2 separate regions of the Hordeum vulgare genome follow, and region 2 is linked to region 1. The links are chromatin contacts, called in public Hi-C maps. All regions are on one chromosome and are shown on one strand. Each heading gives the region's core, a stretch centred on a gene start, on an enhancer-like site or on the middle of the called end of the contact. The rest is flanking DNA. Distances are from core to core; before and after follow the strand shown.

Evidence for each region. A called contact is a pair of places that touch in the nucleus more often than the background predicts.
Region 2: a Hi-C map of leaf shows a contact between it and region 1, with 6 times the contacts expected there. The contact joins the promoter of LOC123436322 here to the promoter of LOC123436254 in region 1. A contact is called at or near these places in 2 of 6 Hi-C or Micro-C datasets (both in leaf).

What each region holds. Positions count from the first base shown.
Region 1 is chr1H:355,956,685-355,961,375 of MorexV3_pseudomolecules_assembly, reverse strand. LOC123436254 reads left to right here and starts at 2,843. Exons shown (of 19, transcript XM_045115618.1): 1 at 2,843-3,327; 2 at 3,460-3,634; 3 at 3,881-4,189; 4 at 4,397-4,486. The coding sequence starts at 3,125.
Region 2 is chr1H:356,417,226-356,421,916 of MorexV3_pseudomolecules_assembly, reverse strand. It overlaps LOC123436322 (inositol-tetrakisphosphate 1-kinase 1), which reads left to right and starts at 1,982. Exons shown (of 1, transcript XM_045115623.1): 1 at 1,982-3,675. The coding sequence starts at 2,031. The coding sequence ends at 3,074.

The DNA of each region.
Region 1 (4,691 bases), core at 1,594-4,093:
TGTGGCGCCTAGATGTCGGGCGCCACACGAAAGGGTCAGACGGGTGAATTTTGTTGCGTTCGGGTTCACTTCGTGAGTTCTTTCGCTACAAAGGTCATTTTTGTTAATTTTGCGTAACTAAAAGCTTCTCACTCTAGTTGATGAGATCAATGCGCACGTCGCATACGCTCATGGTCCCACTATGAGTGCATGCGTCGTGAGTAGCTACACACATGAATGGATAACACCATAACAAAGTAAGCTTTTTCTACATTGACACATAACGATGACACTAGAAATTATTAGTGCCTCCAGTGGTAGCTTCAAATCCCATAATTTTGAATCATTCGGTGGATCCTATCAAGGGTTTACATTGTTTTTGAGTTTAAAATTTTAAAGTTTAAAACTTGCACACTATATAGATAGTACTAGCAAATATGCCCGTGTGTTGCAACGGGAGACAAAAATATTACGTTATAGCCAAATAAATATTGCTCAATACCCCGACATATGAGCATCCTCTATTTTTGTTCTTAACACGGTGACCCATCATGTTGCCACTTATCTTTTCTTCCATCCTCGTCAATGATGGGCGTGGTTAAATTTTGTTGATTGATGCCCACTATATTTTTTCTGAAATGCATGGACAATTTTTTACTCAGTCTATGAACTTTTTTAAATGGGGAATAACTTTTGAAATTCAAGATTTTTTTAGTTTTTCTCAACGTTATTTTTACTTCATAGACATTTTCTTCGAATTCACTAATATGTTTTGGATAAATGGTCATTTTAAAAATCATGAACATTTTATTCAAAAGTGTGAATCATTTTATAACATGTGAACAGTTTTTAAAAATCATCAATTTTTTAAACCATGAACGTTTTATTATTTCCTGAACCTATGTTTCAATTCCCAAACATTCTATGGTTTCATGAACAATATTTTTCAGAACTCAAAAAATTGGAATTTTGAAAAATCATGAATTAGTTTAAAGAAGTACAAAATAAATGGTATAATAAGTGTTTGCTGCTATAAAAAGAAGTACATTCTATGAATTATTATTTCCTGGCCCATGAACTCGTGTTTGCTGCTATAAAAAGAGAAAATCATTGTCCATGTGATCAAGTTTTGTCGATTGATGTAAACTTATCTTTTTTCTAAAATGCATGGACAGTTTTTTATTCAGTGAACATTTTTTGAATCGATGATTTTTTTGTAAATAGGGAATAACTTGGGTATTCGAATTTTGAAAATTCATAGACATTGTGTGAATTATTTTATAATATGCAAACGTTTTTTAAAACCATCAACATTTTTTGAATCCGTGAACATTTTCTGATTTTCTGAACCTTTGTTTTAATGTCCAAACATTCTATGATTTCATGAACATTTTTTTCAAAACTAAAAGAATTGGAATTTTGGAAAATCATGTATTAATTTAAAGAAAAAAATATACTGAAATAATAAAACATGGGCTGGTCCATTAACCCATGTGTTCTGTTATATACACAGAGGAATAATAGGGATGAAAAAATGTGTGCCTACCAGGGGATCGAACCTGGGTGTGCTGTGTGGAAGGCAACCGCTCTAGCCACCAAATCGAGCGCCTGCTCATGATTTTTAGTTCTCATATCTTTATAACTGCACACGACCACAACTTTGACAAAACAAATCTGAACCGTTTTTTAACTTATGGGTGGCATAGTGGGTAATTTAAGTCAACTTTGAGGGTAATTTTAAACTTACATTTATTTCCTTCCCAACCAATCATCTCTCCCCTTTTCCAAAAAAATCATCTCTCCCGTGATTCTCATAGCAGGCCACTCGCCCTGCACGGTGGTTGCAGCCTGGCACTGCTCCTGCACCTTATCGATCCCATCCAGATCCTCGGTTTCCTCTAGCTCAAGTTCAACAGCAAGGATCCAATGCACCTTGAGCGCCATGCGCAGGGACTTGGCACATGTGTCGATGACGAAGCGGTCGAGGGAGGGGCTGGACTTGTGCACGAGCATGTAGCAGACCTGGAAGAGGTAGGCCTCGAGGCCCGAGAGCGAGAGCGTGTACATCCGGTTGCAGAGGTAGTCGCGCACGCCGGCATGGTCGTGCTTGTAGAGGTAGCTGACGGCGATCCACTCGCAGAAGAAGGCGGAGTCGAAGAAGCGGACGAGCCAGTCGCTGCTCCCGACAGGGGCGCCGCATCTCCGCCGGCGGCCGTGATCTCTCGCGGCGACTCCTCAGGCCCGAAGCCGAGGCCCCGCAGCCCGAGAAGCCGCACCATGGCTGCGGGCTTCTCCTTGTCCCACCGAAACCAACCGTCACTGGAACCCTCCTCCAGTCACCACCATCGCTCGCAGCACACGGGGCAGCTCGATCCAGAACCGCGGCCGCTCCCCCAAATCTCAATCCAGAGCTGGCTTTGGGGTTGTACCCCAATCCAAACCCTAGCCCCCGAACGGACGGCGAGATCGCGCACGCAGCTCGGTGCGAGGGCATGCAAACCCTAGCTAGCTGCCTAGTAGCTCCGGAATCGAGTCGCGCGCCGAGGGATCTTGGAATTGGGGAGGGAATTGGGAGCGGGGAAGTGTGGCAAGGGATCTTGGAATTGGGGAGGACTCGGGGGTGGGAGGACTCTCGTTTGAATTTTCTTTTTTCTTTTTATAACATAGGGAATGCGAGTTGAATACTCAGAAGCGGAGGGACTTTTTTTTAAAAGTAACGACGACGTACGTTAGGAGCACTGCATGCTTTATTAATAGGTAGAGAGTAGAGATAGATAATCACCCGTCAACAAAATTCATCATACCCAAACAAGACTCGGTGTTCTACAAGGTGTAAAATGACATGAACAAATTCAAACGAATCACTCTCAAGTCTCAACTACTCCATTGGAGGAAAAAATGTGTTAATCTCACAATTAGCGGCCAAAATATCTGAAAATTGGCAAAAATTTAGCTGTTCGTCCTGGTGGCTCGTCTTCTCGAGCTCCGCTTCCAGAAAAACCTCACGACGACGGCTCGCAACAAGCCGACAACCTAGAACCCTCCCCTCTCCCTCCCCGTCTCCTTCCGAGCAGCGACCGGAAGCGCACACGCCCGCCGGTGTACCCAATCAAGTAGCGCTTCCACAACGTCGCCGCCCACCGGGATGGAGGCCGCGGCGGCGGCGGCGGCGGCCTCCGACGAAACCCTAGCCGCCGTCTTCGCCCAGCTCAAGCCCCACACCATCGCCCTCCTCGACGTCCTTCGCAGCCGCTCCCCCGCCTCCAATTCCGCCGCCTCCTCCTCCCTCCGCGCCATGACCGCCGTCCTCCGCTCCGTGCCCGCCCCCGCCTTGCAGCTCTGCTTCGAGTATGTATACAGTATACACCCACTCCCCATCCCCCGCACGCTCCGCTGCTTGAGGAAAATATGCCCTTCTTATACTGCGTGCATGTGTCTTTGATTCGTGATCTAATCTCGGTGCCCTGTGCTTTTCTCTAGCTATACTGCGTTTCCGTTGCTCATGCTCCTGGATGCAGCGGTGCAGTGCAGGAAGGATGGCAAGGCAGCAGGGCAGGGTGTCGGGGAGCTCGACATCACTGATGCCATCGCCGAAGGCGGGCTCACCTGCCTTGAGTTGCTCCTCACCAAGTGCCACCTCACCTCGCTCAATCAGGTGATTAATTCAGCCAACCCATGATTCTGCAGTGTAGTCTAGTTCTCTAGCAACCTATCTAGAACCTGCTAAGTAACTGCTTACTAGAACTTGATTTTGGAAATTTAGTTTTGAACTATTAACTATGGCCATATGGTACAAAGCATCTCCACACTTCATATATTGGATAGATCATGTGGGTTGTTTTCTGTTGGTGAATCTACCAAGTTTTTCACACATGTTATATAGTTTTGTTTGGCGTGCTAGATGGTTGCGTTGCTGAAAAAGTTGACAGCTGGGGCAATACTTTCACCTTCCGAGGGTTCAGAAGAATTCCGCCTAGGCATAGTAAGATGCTTCAGAGCCATGATTCTGCAGTTGCAATCATGCTCGGATAAGTCCTGTTCTTGTAAGCAAGCAACTGTATTGCCTACGACCCCAACCATTCTGAGCTCGGAAATTAGTAGTGTGGTTCACCCAAAGCATTCTGCAAAACCAGAGGAGTGCTTGCTTGCATTCCTGCGGTCGGATAATGCTTCACCTGCTATCGGACATTGGCTTTCACTTCTTCTACAGGTATAGTATTCATTCCTGAACATATGTATGGACACTTCTCTTTTTCCCGCCACTTTTCTTTTTGTTTATATAGTGCCTTTGCCACCCAGTTATTCTTTAATTTCCCCCCAAAAACCATTCTATTATTTGTGCACACATGTTCTTTTAGATGCAATAACCATGTGTTAGTAAGATGGAACTTTCATTTGGTTTATTTTCATATGGAAGTCATCAGAATTTGAGGCATCAAGAGGTCACCGTGGCAGCGCAGCTGTTAGAAAGGAATCATTGCTCACATTGCGCGTTCTTATTGCCAAGGTGAGATGTTATGTGTGACAGCAGTGTCTTGCTAGATGAGATGCTTCTACTATCTTCAGTCAGAAATGCTTAATCGTTTATTAACTACTCCCTCCGTTCCTAAATATAAGTCCTTCTAAAAATTTCACTATGGACTACATACGGATGTATGTAGACATGCTTCAAAGTGTAGATTCGCTCATTTTGCTTTGTATGTAGTCTCTAG
Region 2 (4,691 bases), core at 733-3,232, 460 kb before region 1:
AAACTTTATTGCTGGGATAAGAGACGGCCGCTTAGTCGTATAGATACATTTTTTCTCTCGAAATCTTTTATATAGAGTGTATTGTTTTTTGATAATAGAAACATTTTTCCAATGTAATTCAATGGCAATTAATATAAATCAAAATGAGTATATTTTTATGTTGAATTTGGTGTCAGTGCAGTTCCAAAACTACTTCATTAACATTTTAAACCTATACCATCCTTTTTAGGGGTAAATTTATACCTTCTAAAGCATATATTGGTGTAATTCTTTATTGCATAATTTTCTTAATGAAACCCCATATAGGTCCTATGTATAGAATGGAAGGAGTGTTTGTTAAAATGATTGCTCGTATCATTCAAATTTTCCATTCTAATTGTGCAAAATTACCACATGTCACTGTTGTCGTGGTTGTGTACATTAGTAAGTAGACGGGTCCGGAGGTATTTCCTTGTCATGTGTTTCACACTATTTGTGATGTCATTTAAGTTTGAGTTGATTAATGCCTAAAGAAGGCTGCCATATTTTTTGGAGCCGTGGGGTTAGGATTTTTTGCTGTGCGTGTGCGACGACAGAGATCTAATGTGAGACACTTCACATGGATCCAAGGGTTCAACGATGATGACTACGGCTTCACGACACTAGTCCTTAGGGACACGTCATGAAGACTTACCGAATGTCATTGACAAGTTCATGCCCGCTTCGATAGGGGAGCAACGACAACGCCGCATCCGTGGCTCGTTCTGACGACGATAGTGGTCATTCAGTGGTCGAGAAGCTTTGATGTAATTATTATCATGTTTGGAATGTTTTGTACTTTTTGTGAACCTTTTCAAAGATTCGGATGCAAAGGAGCCAAGCTGAGATTATTATTGCGCCCAAACTATTTTAGAAAAGAGTAAGAAAAGCCATGTATTTAAATCAAGGTCTCATTTGGACACCTAGAAATGCTGAAATAACCTAGAAACAATTATTATTTTACTAAAGTTAGATCAAATAAGTAACTTACTATGTTAACAATCCTCTCTTGTGCAAATAAGTAACTTACTATGTTAACAATTCTCTCTTGCGCAACTATGAACATCTCATTGTGAATTGAGATTTCATTTTGATGGATTTATTTCATACTAATGCTCGTTTAGTGGAAGGATATGTTCTCATCGACTATGAAGTGCCTTCATTGGGACCATTGTATGTGCGTATGCGTCTAAGCCGTGGTGAGTTCTTCAATCTTAAGACAAAATATGTCAGTTCAATTTCTTAATGCTTTCATAAAAATAAAATACATATGTGTTTATAGAGATGAGTATATGTATGTATACATCTAGTCGTGCTAAGAAAGACATCTTGTCATGAAAGAGACTATAACAGGCCCTGGAAAGGAAAAAACTAGAACAACAATGGTTAACCAAACCAACACCCAAAAGAAAGAGGAGATGAGATGGTCCATGAGGGTTTAGTCTTTTTAAAAGACTAAAACTAGAACAGCAATGTTTGGATCCAAGAGACTAAAACTAGTCTGACTAAAACTAATCTTTTTAAAAGGCTAAAGTTCCAAGCATCCCTGAATAAAGAGAGGCTAAAACTAGTCTTGAGGCTAAAATCTTTTAGTCAGGGGTACCCCTACTAAAATGTGCATTAGTCCTCTCTCTCCTCATTTAACTCTTCATGCAAGTTCTGGATTGAAGAGTTTGAAGGATAATAAATGCTCATTAACTTGATTTTAGTCTCTTTAGTACTTAGATCCAAGCATGGATGAGGCTAGCAAGTTTTAGTCTCATTACTTTTAGTCATGAAACTAAAACGTATCCAATCACCCTCTTAGCATCGTACGATGTTAACAAATGCAGCCATCCCCTCGGGCGTAGACCCGGTCCACGGAGAGGAGACGAAGAGGATTCTTTGGACCTGACCTGAGAATTAGATCGAATCGATCTGTTTATAAAAGAGAGGGCATCACATCCCTCCCCTACCTTTAGTTATCCATCCCATCCAAATCCCCCGATTCCTCCCAACCCTCCCAGACCGCAATGGCCGCCGCCGCCGCCGCCGCCGCCGAGGCCTCCTCCGCCGACAGCCGCCGCTACGTCGTCGGCTACGCGCTCGCGCCCAAGAAGCAGAACAGCTTCATCAAGCCCTCGCTCATCTCCCGCGCGGCGGCGCGCGGCGTCGACCTCGTCCCTGTCGACGACGCGCGGCCCCTCGCCGACCAGGGCCCCTTCGACCTCGTCATCCACAAGCTCTACGGCCACGACTGGCGCGCCCAGCTCCAGGCCTTCTCCGCCCGCTACCCCTCCGTCCCCGTCGTCGACCCGCCCCACGCCATCGACCGCCTCCACAACCGCATCTCCATGCTCCAGGTCGTCTCCGAGCTCGACGTCCCGCCCGGCGACGCCGACCGCCGCGACACCTTCGGCATCCCAAGCCAGGTCGTCGTCTACGACGCCGCCGCGCTCGCCGACTCGGGCCTCCTCGCCGCGCTCCGCTTCCCGCTCATCGCCAAGCCCCTCGTCGCCGACGGCAGCGCCAAGTCGCACAAGATGTCCCTCGTCTACCACCGAGAGGGGCTCCGCAAGCTCCGCCCGCCGCTCGTCCTGCAGGAGTTCGTCAACCACGGCGGCGTCATCTTCAAGGTTTACGTCGTCGGCGGCCACGTCACCTGCGTCAAGCGCCGCAGCCTGCCCGACGTTTCCAAGGAGATCCTCGAGGACGCCGCCGCCGAGGGCACCATCTCCTTCTCCCAGGTATCCAATCTCCCCAATCAGCGCACTGCCGAGGAGTACTACGAGGACATGCGGCTAGAGGACGCCGTCATGCCGCCCACCGATTTCGTCAACGAGATCGCAGGCGGGCTCCGCCGTGCCCTGGGCCTGCAGCTCTTCAACTTCGACATGATCCGGGATGTTCGTGCCGGGGACCGGTATCTCGTCATTGACATCAACTACTTCCCGGGCTACGCAAAGATGCCTGGCTACGAGATTGTCCTCACCGATTTCTTCTGGGATATGGTTCACAAGGACGATGTGGCCCTCAAGGAGGAGGAGGAGCAGAGCAATCATGCTGTTGTGAAATGAGATGGATTTGGCCGGCATAGCTTGCTCGCAGACCTGCAATTCTTTCATGTCTGGGGGAAATGTGAGGGGTGGCAGGATGGTTACAAGACTTGAGGGGAATAACGAGCAACCAATTAGGATGGGGAGATGGGGATCAACAGGTTCTGGATTTACTTGGGTTTCAACCTGCCGCAAGCGGAGGACCTGCAATGTAAATCCTCTCTCCTTGCTCCTGTCATACCGGTTGTTTAGGTATCTTTCTGTTCTTCGTAATTTGCTTCACCCGGTTTAGTTAGAACAAAAGTGGGGGAACGGGAGCCAAGTTCTGAAGAAGATATTTGTTCTGGATGTGCAAATCTTTTCTTCTTGATGAGTACTGGATGAATGGCAACCCAAAATCTTAGTGGTACCGGGATGATGAATATGTTTGCAATGATACCGGGGCTCTGAAAGTTTTATCGCCTCCTCGAAAGAAAGGGGTGATGCAATTCTCTTCACTTTTAGCATTTGAAATGCAAACTTGAGTTACTCCTGTCTGTGGAACCAGTTCATTCTATCATCCAAAACTGAATTTTACGTATGTGATCACAGAGTTAAATATATATACACACACCTGCAATGATGTCATTTGCCCTATGCTTGACTATCTGTTTCTGAAAGTTGGTTTACTGGAGAAGTTATCATTTGCATATATGATATCCTATGTAAACATGAGTTCCTGCTTAATACTCCCTCCGTTCCAAAGTACTTGGCGTGTTTTAGTTCAAAATTTTGGAACGGAGGGAGTAATACAATTTGAAGCGTTAGAAAGTTGCACTGAGGGCAAGCTTTCTGCTTATTCCTTCCTAATGTGAGATGTTTTAAGTTGAGTGTGCTTAAATGTTTTATCTGCACTCTGCAACATGGGATTGTTGGCATGCCCTTTTTTCCTTATCGTCAGGTCAAGCTGCATCCTTCATGTTTTGTGATCGAGTGCCTTAACTTCCTTTAGAGGGTGTGGAAACAGTAGGGAAGTACTGTATTTGGTTGCTATCTTCATCCGCTTCAGTTGGAAAAGTGAGCAGGATAGCATAAGCATTTTGCATTGCAACTGTATATTTCATTTTTCTGCCGCTCTAACTACATGTTTTGAATGATGTCCTATTTTCCTTCACTAGAGATTTGATCAATACTGGGACTGTGGTCTTCTTTTTGTCCTTTGCACTCTGTAGAAATAGTGGCGTTCATGATTTCATAATATGGATAAGGTACAATTTTGTTTTGAGGTTAGAATTTGGAGCACACATAACACATGATGCAGTATCATCTTCGAGTTCATCTGAAAATTCAACTTCTACTGGGGTAAACAAATCCGATAGATGCCGCCGGAGCAATGGTGCTTGCTTCGTTGTTTGGCCTATCGTAGATGATGTCCTCTCTGTGTTGCTGGCACGAAACACATGTTGTGATCAACTTTTTTCAGCATTTCACTATGTACATACTTAACCTGAAATAGTTATATCAAGCATTGTCAAGGAAAATGTACTTCCCTATTGCATCAGAATCAGTACCAGTTAATCAGCATTGTTAAGTCTGTTTATGATTCTTCTGTTTTAGAAGCTCGAGTTACAGGAATCTTTGGTTTGCATTCTACCAAGG